3 separate regions of the Mus musculus genome follow, and regions 1 and 3 are each linked to region 2. Evidence: chromatin contacts called from public HiChIP or PLAC-seq data. All regions are on one chromosome and are shown on one strand. The core of a region is the stretch at or near the end of the contact, and the rest is flanking DNA. Distances in the headings are between cores, read along the strand shown.

Region 1 (4,471 bases), core at 866-3,365, 320 kb before region 2:
GATGTATGTGCTACTTAGCTTTAACCGCCAACCTGACCCTGCCTAGAGTCATCTGAGAAGAAAGCTTCAACTGACCAGTGGGCATGTCTGTGGGATAGTACTGACTCATACTATGAGTAGCACCATTCTTGGGCAGCCCACTGTGGCTGACATCACTCTTGGGCAGGTAGTCTCTGGCTGTATAAGAAAATAAGCTGCCGGGCAGTGGTGGCGCACACTTTTAATCCCAGCACTTGGGAGGCAGAGGCAGGCGGATTTCTGAGTTCGAGGCTAGCCTGGTCTACAGAGTGAGTTCCAGGACAGCCAGCCAGGGCTACACAAGAGAAACCCTGTCTCAAAAAGCTCAAAAAATAAAACAAACAAACAAACAAACAACCCTGAGCCTGCAAATGGTGTTCTGTCAAGATTTCTTACCCTGAATTCTCTGAATGATGCACCGTAACCTTAAAGCATAAGCCAAATAAAGCTCTTAGTCATAATTTATCCAGCAGAGGAAGGAAAGCAGAGCAGTGTGTGGTGTTGACTTATCCCCTCTGAGGGGATTTTCCAGCAGGTGTATGTTCTGTGCTACCCCCACCTCATCAAGCCACTCTACTCGGACTATGCAGCTCCTAGACAAGGAGCTTTGGCCAGCTGGTCTTTGTACTCAATGAAGCTCATTATCCTCTGTGTTAACCAGGATTCAGTTGAAATGGAAAAACTCCAATTTCCAAAAGCCAAAGGTTAGCCTCATTTTTATAGTACTATAGAGCTAGAAGAACCCTACATGTGGATGATATAGCCTAATTTTCATATTTATTTAACCAAAAGCAAAACTCCAAGCCCTGAGAATATAAACAACTTGCCCAAGTCCAGAGTTTGACAGTCTAGTACAGAGACTAAACAGAGAGCTGCCTCTTACTCATGGGGGTTTCTATGAGGAGGATATGAAGGTGACTCCAGGCTCCAATGGCCTATGAGGGCATTTGGTTCCTCAGAAGCTCAGTAAATGGGAAGGCAGATCCTGAGATAACCCCAAGTGCTTGGGAAACATGGGCCAATCAGGCCTCTGGGAGGATACAAGCTCCAGAGGCAAGTTTGGAAAGTACTAGAGAAAGAACATGGTGGGAGGCTTGGAGGAGCCTGGGGGATCTCTAACGGTGAGAGAGGTTGAGATGAGATCATGGGTGGGGAGAGCCATATGGACTTTGGTGTGGTTAAGTTGGAATCTGATAGCCCTCCAGGTACAAGTGCCCCTGGGAAATTTATGTGCAGTTCCTGCTCTTAAAGAACCTGAGGCAAGAGTGCAGTAAGTGTGAGGCCAGACTGGGCTAACAGCAAGTTTCTGTTCCTAAATCCAACCAGCCTAATGTGGTGATGTTTGCCCATATGGAAGGACGCCAAGTCAACGATAAGGGGGGACCTGAAGGGCCCAAGAGTATAGTCACAGGATCTCATCTTAACTGAAATTGCTGACACTTGACCTCTATTCCTAGTAACTAACACACTCTTATAACTGTATGTCTAGAATAAATGCTTATAGGATGAGTAAAATGAATATGCTTAGCAGCCAGAAAAGGTCATATGAACTGTATTCTTTCAAAAATTCAAATAGGAGTAACTTCAAAGCACTATAAACCATCATGATTTTCTTTTAATACTCAGCATGTAAAGAAAAATGTATTTTATACTCTTTCTAGAGCTGCTAAATAAAACAATACATGTGGGGTGTTAGATATACTAAACAAAACGTTGGTGTGGTCCTTTTCAGTAGACACTTAGGATAAAAATCAATCCTTTATTGAATAAGGAACTCACTGATGTTAATCAGAAGCCCTAGTTCTACAAGTATCTATAATATTTAAACTAGAAGAACGTCCCACTTTCTATGATCCACACTGGAATGAAGGACATCAAAAAGTCTGAAAAGACTTACAATAAGCACTGAAAACTGTTCCCCTTCCAAATTTTAGGCAAACAGCTCCAGAAACACAACTTTATCTTCAGATACATTATTAAGTGTTTTGCTTTTTTTTTTTTTTTTTTATTTTAGCAGAAGAATAAACACAGGCTTGTTCCAAGGCCCTGACCACAGGATTTCCTTAAATGATACACTAATGAAAAATGCAAACCAGTGGAAGGCCTGACTCACCGCACCAGAGACTGCTACATTCCAAACAAAGATCTGCTTCGTATCAAGGGAGAACTAGCTCCACAAACAACAAGTTTCCCTTACCCACTTGTCTTGCGAATATTTCTGCTTTTCCGTAACATGGAATCAAAGGACAAGACTCCTATCCCCAGTGATAGATGTGTGAATAGGAATAGCTCCTAAATCATTTACTTGTGTATAGTGCTTGATTCCAATTACTCTGAAGCTGAAGATGAGATCCAGGGTAGCCAGGGGCTATACTTTTTCCTCTAGCTGCACTGCTAAAATCACCAGGGGAGACAGGCTGATCCAGCAACCTAGAGATGTCTATCTGGCTGCAGAAGCGGGACAAGCTGGCCTATCAGGTCCCACTGCAGGAGTTAGAAAGAAGGGGTGGGACAAGTGATGCACAAGAAGCCACCACTGGTGTTGAACAACTACTGAGGAAGAAACACCACTATGAGCAAGAAACAAAGAAAAGAAAAGAAGAGAAAAGAAAAGAAAAGAAACAGATACAAGTCCATGTCAGACAGCAAAGAAAAAATAAATACAAGAAAGGGACCACAAGAAGGTGGGTCAGGAGGTGGGAAAGCCAACAGCTGTCCTTCTGAGGGAGCTGATCTGAGCCTCTGCTAGCTCAGGCGTGCTAAGTGAAATGGCCTTCCTTAACTCATGCACAACTTACACATCCCTATAAAGTGAGGCACACTGACCCATGAGGGCAAAGAATTATTAAAAAATAAGATCAAGGCACACAGCCTAGCTAGTTCTGCTGACCTTCTTTAGTAAGCTCCTTGAGGTTCACTACAATGACTGATTTTGAGGGCTTCCTATGAGCTTGGCACAGAGAAACACTAAGGAGGCAGGCACTCTTAATTATTGCACAGAGGAGGAATCTGAGGTGTAAAGGTGTTGAGTGGCTTGTCTTAAGGTCACGTCCTGATAAATGTGATCCACGCGAGCTTTTCTCACTCTGCTGCTCTGTGTTGAAGGCAGCGGCAGTTATGAGAGACCCTGTGAGAACTGATGAGAAGGAACAGCATAACTGGAAAGCGGAAAGAATTCTTAACCATGATGGGAACGTGGCATGGTATGAAGGCCAACAAAGAAAGTGTATGAACGGCCTACCTCCAGACAGGGGACTTGAAACATCAGAGTTGGAAACATTACAGATTCAGATCAGAAATGGTAAGCAGGCAGCATGTCACACAGAGAGAGCAGGGGAGGGATAAAGCACAGACACTCTTTCACCTCTTTTACAGTTCACCTGGGAGGAACACGTCACTAGGGTCTAGCCACGATCCTGTGATCCCCGGCACTCAGGCCAGACAGACATTGGCGCAGCCTTCACTCATCAGTCTACAAATGGTACTGGTGTAGCCAAGTAGCTGAGAGGCAGTATGGCTCCTGTCACCATCTCTAAAGACCTGGCCCAAGCACTGCCTCTCAACATGCCAATCTGTTTAGTTTGCACAACAATCGTACAAACTACTTTACAAAAATAACTGTCCTCCTGTAGTTACTCAGAGATTCATTATATCATACTTTATCTTGTCTCACTTCATGTCAGAAATCTAAGCACCGACTCAAGCTAACTAACATGTTTATCACCCGTCCCTGGAACATGAACACAAGATGGGAAGTAAAATGCTTCCCTGCCTGAAACGCAGGACAAGGCAGTGCTAGTGCACATCCAAGCCATGAAGACAGCAAAGTGCTAACAACACTATACTACTCAGAAGGCTCTACACGTCCTGCTTGGCTGGGCAGGGCAGGGCAAAGGTGACTGAGAAGACGGGCGTTCCACCTGGCCTCAGAAAATAAAGAGCCAGAGCACAAGGAAAGAATCAAACGGTCAGAATATCCAGAGCACCAGTAGTTTAAGCCTAAGGAAAATCAGAATATGATGACAATTTCTCTGAAGAAGAATGCTAAGCAGCTTACTCAACTCAAAACAGTAGGTAAATGGGGAGCTGGGCATCAAGCCCAGGCCATCCACCTCGGGAGTTAGGGTCTCAACTATGGTTGAGAACATACAGTGAAGAGCTTCCTCGACCTAACTCTTATGAGGCAGTGAGTCAGAGCGGTACCTCCACCTTCCTTCACGGGACAGTCAGCTATGATTGCCACCTTTCCTTCTTGGTAGTACTTCACGTGGAGTCTGTTAAAAAGGACATCGAGTGAGGCCTGTCTAGATAAACTCAGGAGCCACCAGCGCAGAGATGGCTAAAGCAACTAGAGAGCGGAGCATTCTATAGCGATGGTTCTTACGGACAGCTGTGCCATACACTGCTGACCAAGCAACTGCCAGCATCAGATAGCAGCATAGAGTTGGCACTC
Region 2 (4,421 bases), core at 1,215-3,714:
ATCTGACTGGCACAGGTTTTCAGCCTTTTCTTTCTCCCAGCATGAGATTCCTGGGGGGAATTTCCAGGTACTTGAAGACCAGTGTGTCTGAGTATTACATAGTCTTACAGTCAAGGGGGGAAGGGCACAAGTACATCTCTTTAAATCATCTTTGCTCCACCTGGAGGACAATGAATCTGCTTTTTGCAGTCCTGTCCCCCTGCTTTTGATTTCTGTGATCACTGGTTGAAGTATGCTCAGTGTAGGACCATATGCCTTTTGCACACATTGTTGCCTTCAGTTCCTTCATCAAGGGCTCAGTGGACTTGCCAAGGGCCAAAGCTAGGAAGTAGAAGGAATGGAGTTTGAACCAAGACTGTACTCTTACCTCTGTACAGACTTGCTTCCTGGGGCACAGCTTAGCCAATCCTCATTTCTGTGCTGAACCAGTGTGCTACAAGGTTGAATGAGGCTGAGGTGTCTGACAGATGGGCGTGGCAATTCCAGGGAGCTGTGAGAGGCCCTTGGATCTTTCATTCAAGGCCCCTCATCTCCCACTGTTTGTTCTTCTCTCCACCTCTCTGACCAGGAGAGAAGAGTTTAAAATTACAACTTAGGCAAATTTAAAACACTGAATTAGTTGGCTATAGCACCCAGATTTTCTTGTGGAATAAGAGGCCAGAAAGAATGATGGACACTTAGCTAAGTCTAATTTCACATTGGTTGTTGCATTTATTGCCCCTCTATGACGACTGCTACATCATCATCCTAATCACCAAAACTTCCCATCAGCATCATCTCAGCCTCCTCACACATATCAGGATCTCCAGTCATTTATCAGCCAGTACCAGGACATATATGTCTGTTTTTACTGGCACAGCCATCCATTCCATCCCTTCACGACCACTCAGACCATCCTAGACACTTCTGCTATATGACCATCATATACTCTCTCCAGCAGTAGCAGTGGCAGCAGCAGGAGCAGCAGCTCACCATGGCAACTACCAACATTGTCATCATTCACTACCTACCACGCCCGTCATATATCTTCTATTGCCTTGGAAAATCCATTCTGAAAACATTACCACCTTGTTCATACATTTATGTATGAAGCTCAGATATTGTTTTAGTCCCAGCATGGCTTTTGCTGTCTATTTCCCATTCTCTTATTCACTGTTTGTGTCCCAGAGCTCTGTCCACCCCAAGCTAGAGGCCCTCTTCTGCCTTGTCTTATTTCTGGATCTGTATACATCCTCCAAGATGGAATTTCTTTTTTCTTTTTTTCCCGTCCTGAATAATCTGGCTATTCCCCTGTAGCTAAGGAACTGAGTGTCTCTTGAGACCCTGGGGGCTGTTAGGCTTTTTACCCGGCAGCAACAACCTCATATGGCAGACTTTATCATTAATGATACCTTTGAGTATTTTATACATGCCAGCTTCTCATTCACCCGAGGAGGGAGGCAGGGAACCAGATGACCAAGCATTCTTTCTAGTTCCTATATCATAATTATCACTTGCTGAGGGAGCTGGTATGAGATGACTTTAGCTGATTTACAGAACTATTTTCTGGTATGGGCTGCTAGCTCGTTGCTGAGGCAGAGGGAAGATTCAGTGGCAAGGTGCCCTTTCTATCTTGCTACTTCTAGAAGCAGCAGCTTCTGCTTTCGAGTCAAAGCCTGGTGGCCTCTGGGGGGCCAGACAAAAACTTATATGCTTTTCAAAGCATGAGTCATTGGTCTTTTTTGTGACTGTCCTCTGTTTTAAGAACATGGTAATTACTGAATCTGGGAGCACAGCTGTCCTTGGGGTGTGTATCAAACCATCTGGTCCCCACGATGTTCCCAAGTTACTTTCGTACCCAGTGGGCTTTTGTTTCTACCTTGTGAATTCACCTGATCACCACATCGACTGCCTGCTCATTGTCCTCTGTTGTGTCTTTGGCATGTTTCCTCTTATTGTTTGATGGCCTAGACAGCCCTGCCTGATGTTCCTGAGGTCACTGCATTAGGCAATATCCCAGGAACAATGATCATAGTGATATTTTTAGAGAAGGCCATGTGAGGCGATGGAAATTGTACGCAGTGTTCAGTATCCATGCCTGTGATTCAGATTTGGGCTCATCCACTCATGCGCAGGCTAAGTGACCTGAGTCTGAAGGGCCTCAATTTCCCATGAGACCATCTAACATAATGGCACCACCCGAAGAGTTATGGTGATTAAATGAAACAACAGAGCATTTGATTTAGAGCAATTCATAGCACTTACTAGATCCCTCTTTTTTTTTTAAAGCCAATTTAGTTCCTACTCCTCTTGAGCTTTCATTATAGCATCTTGATTGGAGAGAATTAAAATGCAGTTGAGATTGCTTTCCTGAGAAACCAAGGGACAATATTTCTCAAGCAATTATCTCCAAAGGAGAGCTAACCTGGGAAGAAGGATATTTACATAAGAGGTGACTCAGTCTCTGGGTGATTTATGTCTCCTGTATACACCATGCTGGGAGGGGGTTGCAGACATGGTCTCTACCCTCTATGCAGCTCTCTTTATAGTTGTGTCCACCTGATATTTTGCACATATCCATCAGTGCTGTCAGAATGAAGGGGCAAAAGAACTAAGCAGCTCCAACCCATCATTCATTGTTGGTGAACCAAAACTGCCTATGGTATCTCGGAGGTCTAGGTTGAATTCTTTTCATGTTCCTAGCTGGTTTTCCAATATTGACAGGTCTGTTCTCTTACTAAACCCCAGTTTCTTTGTCTACAAATAGATGTAGGAAATCTTACTCATCTTCAAGATGATTTAAGTGTGAAGGGAGGAAAGATCTGAACCCCAGTTGCTTCATAATGAAGAGTGAATTGCAGCATAAAATGGAAAAGACCAAAGCAGGACTCAGATATAGTTTTGTGGTCTATTACTAAAACAATTAGAAGCATTTTATGGTGCTTGTTGCCTTCCTCATTAGACTGGTTTCTTTCATATATCACATGTATAGGGTTTCTCATGACCTACCTCTGTCATCTTGGATTAGACCCTTCAGGCTAATATGATTGCTTCTGGGTCAACCCCTATAACCACTTGATTTTTCTTCCCACTCTGAAGCTAGGACTAGTGCCACTCAAAGCCTCTGCTAGGCTGTGAGGGAGGTATGAAAGCTGAGATAATGTTGGGAAGACAAATACCATACTACTCAGAGAAGCATTTTTAAGGATCAAGGAACTGCCATGATAATACTTTAGCTGGAGGTTTTTAAACATTGACCCAGGCAGGCAGAAATTCAACTTCACAAGTAGAACTAGCTATCCCTCCTAATACATACCAAATCTCATTCCCAATGCACTTCTCAGATTTCTCATTCTATTATCTACTTCCTGCCTGTCATTATTATTAATTTATATGGCTGGATCAATAATGGTTCTCCTTCCTCACTCGTTTTCTAACCACCAGATCTGCAACTGTTACTTACATAGATGGTAAAAAGACTTCAAATATTAGCCTAAAGATTTACAGATTATGTAGGTAGATTACAGATAATGTAATCACAGAATCCTCCTAAGAGTGATATGGAGGAGGTGAAAGATGGTGAGATCAGGGGTTGGAGTGCTGGGATTTGAAGATGGTGGAATACAAGTCAAGAAACACATACTAAACACTACAGAGGGGAAAGAAATCAATTCTATCTGCTCACAGCCTCCAGAAGAAGGCAATCTTGCTAATACCTTTAGTCCAATAATGTGAATTCCAGACTTCCAGTTTGTAAAACATATGACAATGGATGTGTATTGCTTTAAGCTGCGACTATTATTATTATTATTATTATTATTATTATTATTATTGTGATAATTTGTCATAGTACCAATAGGATAGTTATACAATATAAAAATAAGAGCTACCCTATGTCGAGCCAGCTGCTCAGCTAAGTGCTTTTGTATTATTTCACAGAACTCTCACAATGACAGTTGGTGTCTGTGGTTGTTAGTATTCTGTGTCAATGGACCAGATTGAGATTTGTGAGACATACTCTTTCACTTACAGAAAGAAAATCTTGTGGGATAGAGGTCCCTCGATCTAATAAAAGAGAAAAGGAGACAACCAACCAAATACCAGCATTGACTTTCTCTGCTTCCTCATCCACCATGGCTTCACAACAATCGCAAACTGACCCCTGACTCCACCCGGAACCTGAGCCCAAACAAACCCTTTCTGTCTAACGTTGAGTCTGTCAAGTGTTTTGTCACAATTTAATGGTAATTGTTGCCATTAAAGCTTAATTCATTCATGCTCAAACAGAATAAAAATGATGTGCCATGTTTTTCTGAACACACATTCTTCAGACGAAGGCTGTCTAATGTGTACAGACATCTGAGGGCAGAGACAGAAACTGCCACTTACCGATCTATGCTGTCTGCTCAGAGAACATTTCCCTGTTCCTTTCCTCACCTCTT
Region 3 (4,667 bases), core at 1,818-4,317, 300 kb before region 2:
CCTATCTCCTACTTTTCCTCTCCCTTCCAGATGTAATCCACAAAGGCCACACCAGGTAATAGGCACAGAAATACAAAGGATGAATGCATGCATGCAGTCACTTAACATACACGAAGAGCCTGCATGTCAGGCTACGGGGCTATTTTGTAAACAGGACTTTCCCCATCTTCAAGTGCTTTGCAGACTGTCTGGATAGATGGATAATAAGGTGGAGTGGTCAGCTTTATAACCAAAGCAACCAATGATCTGCCTCCCTGCCCTCAAGTCTAGTCTAGAAGAAAGGGTTTCAGAAGGTTGAGCCATCTGAACTGGGCTTTACAGAGGAGATATACAAAGGGTAAGAAGGGGGGCAAGGTTTGCAAGTTCCAGGCTTTAAGTAACAGACCCCAGGGAAACATCCCAAAGGTTGACTGTGTCAAGACTCAGTTGCTACAAAATTCCTCTCCTAGTCCAGGTTCTTCTTCCACCCACAGTCTTCCATTTCTGTTGTGTACAAGTGTAGCTACAAAACTGCAAGACACTGATGGAGCATTTCTGAAATCTCAGTATGGGAACTTGAAATCCGCTACTGATTTTTCTGCATGACTATAGGCTTTTGTTTTTATTAGCTATTAAGGAGGGGATGCTATTACTTCATAAGGAAATGACATACATAGAGGAGATGTTTTCTTCTCTGAAGTGAGCAGCTCAGACAGGAGGGGTACTATTGCTTAAGGTATTTAGCAAGTCTACCAAGTGGGAGCAATGAGTCCTCACAGGCGGTCCTGCTCAATAATGGCAACTCTGTGGCTACACAGGAACATTCTCATTCCTAGGCTCATGGTCTTTGTATAATGCAGCCTCAGGGTCACTACCCATTACCCATCACTGGGCCAGTTTCCTTGGATGACTTTGATCAGTGATCATATAGCTCAGGAGACTATAAATGCCTCTAGCATAAGAAACTCCCATTGCCCTCTCTATTGGCACAATGCTGGATGTTTAAATACCTACAGCACACAAAGAAGAAAGAAAACAAATGAGCAGCTCATAGTTACTGAATGTACATCTAGCAATAATGCTGCAATGTCTTAGGAAGCAGAGATGACTAAAACAGATCTTCACAGCCACTAATGTTCTCTGCTTCCCTACATAAGCACCAGACAGACCGTCAGCTAACAGTTCATCTGTACTGACTCATGTTACATGCCTCAATCACAGTGAACGAGATGTAGGCATTTTGCAGACGATTAAATGAAATGAAAAAAAGCAACACTTCATTCATATACATGCATATACATATATATGTATAACACACACACTGTTACTGTAACTAAAGTCGTCCCTCCATCAGTCATCAACAGTGAGGATAACATTAGTCCATAGCCATAATGAACTGGCTTTTGCCCATGTGACAGTTCTGTGACTTGGAACTAATTGTCAACAGGCTCACAAGATTTTCAGAGTACCACTATAAAGCATGCAGTAATGTCCCAGTTACCTCCTCTGTATCATACAATGAAGTGTCCCTAAACACCATCCTTGGCCATGCATCACATACAAGCATCAAGTGTGATACAAGGCAAGACGAGCTGGACAGGTCAGGTTCTACTCCTCAGCTTCTCAGCTGTGTGGTGACACGTAACTCAGTATATGCACAGATAGCAGCAGCAGCCTTCATGTGGGGCTTGGGAAGGTGACAGAAGACAAGTCTAAGTTCTCCTCTATTTTGGGGCCACTGCTTTGATTCTGCTGTGGAAAGAACAACTGCCACAGAAATTTCATTTGATAGAACAGAATTTTGGTCGATGGAACAGAAAATTACCCAAACAAGTGTTCAGTCAGATAAAGGCCAACTCCACAAGTTACTTAAAGTCACATTCTAATTACTGAGACAAATTACAAGTGGTTCCTTGGTTTAACTGGGGAGAGAACAGAAGCTATTAAATGATCATGGATGAAACGCTAGAAGTTAAAAGGATGAGCAAGGTCAATTCTCAAGAGTGTGGGCAGAGGTTAGCACCTGAAAGAGCCTTTTTACAATGGTAAGACAAGGATGACAAAAACAGTTACTATGAAGTTCATGTTATAAAATATCTGGCAAAAAAAACAAACACACAATTAGCAGAGGGGTCAGCTACACATTAGCCATGGGAAGGCTAACTACTCAATAGGCTTTGTACCAAGCTACAAATGACCACCACAAGATAGAATTCATGTAAGGCTCTAATTCTGTGGCCACTGGTTTCAAAAAGGCCTCTAAAAACACTGTGAAAGATGGCACTATAGATAGATAGATAGATAGATAGATAAGAGAATATATGTGTTTATGTGTATATATAATAATCATAATCATAATAATTCCATTAACCATATTTCATGGAAGTATCAGGAACATTTGTGCACCAAACTCACACTGTGCTACACTTTAAAGATAAATTTACTAAGTTTAGAAACTAGCACATATTAAATAGAAAAAAAATCCATCCAATCAAAGAGATTGTTAGATTCCTCTGTGTGTGTATGAGAGAGAGAGAGAGAGAGAGAGAGAGAGAGAGAGAGAGAATATGCCACACTGTTGCCATCTGAAATCCCAGCCTTGTAGACTTTACTGGAAGCTGAACATTCTTCAAACCTGCTAGAGCATTACTCACTGCTTTGCAGAAACGCAGACCTGCCAATACCAACTTCTTCCTGCTTCCTTGGAGTCACAAGGAAGAAGGCTCTTAGAAGTAGAGGTTTACCTGGTAGAGGTCCAGATAAAGTGGAGTATGTCCCTGGGCGATTCTATTCGTAACAGTTATCCTGATCCCTGTGACAATCTTTCTGAGTAGAAGCAAGGGAAGAGAACAGGACACCTAATATCCAACCCACTATTCATTTTACTCAGCAAAGTTCTCAGAGAGTTGGCTGGGATGGGAACAGAGATGTGCATGCCTGTGCTTTCAAACTGCTGTCTCAACATCCTACTTTTCCTTCTCCCCGCTGTTGCTGCTACATCTCTTTTGTTGTGGGCTGAGATGCAGCTAGTTGTTATCAGTCCTATGACAGCTCAGCTCAGCTGGCCTACCTAGGAAGCAGCACAGACCTGATTCATTCTGGCTCCCCCAACACTGCCCCTGTTGTTTGTCTGTTTGAATCACGCATATCCGGGCTTAACACCGAGTGACTGACTACACAATCAGTTTAAGAAGAAAAACTGTGACATTTCCCAGGCGGCTAAACTTTGCTCTCACATACTCACAACCTCCCTTTGCCCCAGGCCCCTGTAACTGTCTCGGGCTGAAGTCCTTCCCCTAGCCTCTGGCTCTTACTATCCCACCATACTGTACAGTACAGTACCTTTCAAGGTTAACTGACTAGGTTAGAGAAAACACTAAGAATTCGTACCTGTCACTCGGGAGGATAGAAACAAAGACTGCTCCCCCCACCCCCCAGCCACCCCTGGACCTAAAAATCTCAAGGGACTGACACAGTGTAAATGATGACAGCCATCTGTGAGCAAACACATTCCACCTAAAAAACTACCGTAGAGAAAGAAAGAGCAATTATCTATAGAAATGGCTACTACTATTCTCACCTATGTGCTAGATTTGAAAACACCCATTCTTTCTCATCTACAGCCCACTCAGTGTGACTGCTCCTGTTACTGGTGAAATGACTGGGGCCATGTAGCAGAGCTCCTCTGGGTCCTAGCTGCTGGGCTATAATCTATAGATAAACTGCGGGTAACCTGCTAACACAGTCAAACTATCCTCTACAAGTTCCCAGTTCTGCTGCTCAGTTGCATCCATTAAGTTGCATGTAGAGGTGAATTTAGGTTCTGGGCCCACTATAAAGAGATAAAACTCAAAGAGAGCTGCAAGACAGCACACACACGTTCTTTCTGGAGGAACCCGTAATCAACATGAAGAGAGGGCACACTCAAGATGAGCCTTGACTTAGGTAGCTGGCACTTGTTACCCAATCATCTAACTGCGGCTGACAAAGACTAACTGGGAAAGTATAACTGGGAAAAATGGCAGACTGTACAGTTAGCTAAATGGGCCAATGAGGACACTGATTAGATAATTCAAAGAACCACTGAACTAGGAACTGAGACATGTGGGAGAGTAAGCAAATATTCCTATTTCTGCATGGCTATGACATCACTGCTAAAATGTGAGGTTTCTTAAGCCATCACTTTGTTGTAAGGATGCTGGGCCCTTAAATAAATGTCAGAGAGCTGGTGAATGAGTACAGGTCAACGGTTCTCAACCTTCCCAGTGCTGTAGCCATTTAATACAGTGCCTCCTCATGTTAAGGTGACCCCCAACCATAATATTATTTTGTTGCTACTTCATAACAGCAATTTTGCTACTGTTATGAATTGTAACATAAATATTTGATATTCAGGATATACAATGCATGAGCCATAGGGGGTTGTGACCCTCAGGTTGAGAACTGCTGGTATAGATGGCTATGCATACCCAAACCGGTGCTTTACAACCCAGGGCCTGGCAGCCATGAGAACCTAATGCAGACAGCTGCATTCATCAATGTTTTGACTAGTAGGAAGACCCCAAATGACAGAAAAATACCTCCTTGTCTTTTTTATTATTTTCTCTATTTACATTTCAAATGTTATCCCCTTTCCTAGTCTCCCCTCCAAAAATCCCCTATCCCCTCCCACCTCCCTCTGCTCACCA

What was found. HiChIP or PLAC-seq counts read pairs in DNA pulled down with a chosen protein or histone mark.
Region 1: a contact with region 2 is called in a FOXA1 HiChIP or PLAC-seq map of pancreatic cancer cells. The contact joins two enhancer-like sites. A contact is called at or near these places in 4 of 115 datasets of contacts at active chromatin or transcription factors (cardiomyocytes, double positive thymocytes, fibro-adipogenic progenitors and 1 more).
Region 3: a FOXA1 HiChIP or PLAC-seq map of pancreatic cancer cells shows a contact between it and region 2. The contact joins two enhancer-like sites. A contact is called at or near these places in 1 of 484 Hi-C or Micro-C datasets (uterus) and 2 of 115 datasets of contacts at active chromatin or transcription factors (fibro-adipogenic progenitors and pancreatic cancer cells).

What each region holds. Positions count from the first base shown.
Region 1 is chr15:64,221,471-64,225,941 of GRCm38.p6, forward strand. All of the region lies in intron 3 of Asap1 (ArfGAP with SH3 domain, ankyrin repeat and PH domain1), which reads right to left. Among named protein-coding and RNA genes, the nearest start is that of 1700010G06Rik, 90 kb to the right of the region's middle. Within about 2 kb of position 2,116, at least 85 of the 459 cell types and tissues checked have an H3K27ac peak or open chromatin away from gene starts, as enhancers often do. A contact at or near this core is called in fibro-adipogenic progenitors and pancreatic cancer cells, where this site is marked.
Region 2 is chr15:64,540,642-64,545,062 of GRCm38.p6, forward strand. The region is part of intron 1 of Gm30632 (a long non-coding RNA gene); the gene reads left to right. Among named protein-coding and RNA genes, the nearest start is that of Gm30632, 8.8 kb to the left of the region's middle. Within about 2 kb of position 2,465, at least 46 of the 459 cell types and tissues checked have an H3K27ac peak or open chromatin away from gene starts, as enhancers often do. A contact at or near this core is called in fibro-adipogenic progenitors and pancreatic cancer cells, where this site is marked.
Region 3 is chr15:64,243,519-64,248,185 of GRCm38.p6, forward strand. All of the region lies in intron 3 of Asap1 (ArfGAP with SH3 domain, ankyrin repeat and PH domain1), which reads right to left. Among named protein-coding and RNA genes, the nearest start is that of 1700010G06Rik, 68 kb to the right of the region's middle. Within about 2 kb of position 3,068, at least 33 of the 459 cell types and tissues checked have an H3K27ac peak or open chromatin away from gene starts, as enhancers often do. A contact at or near this core is called in pancreatic cancer cells, where this site is marked.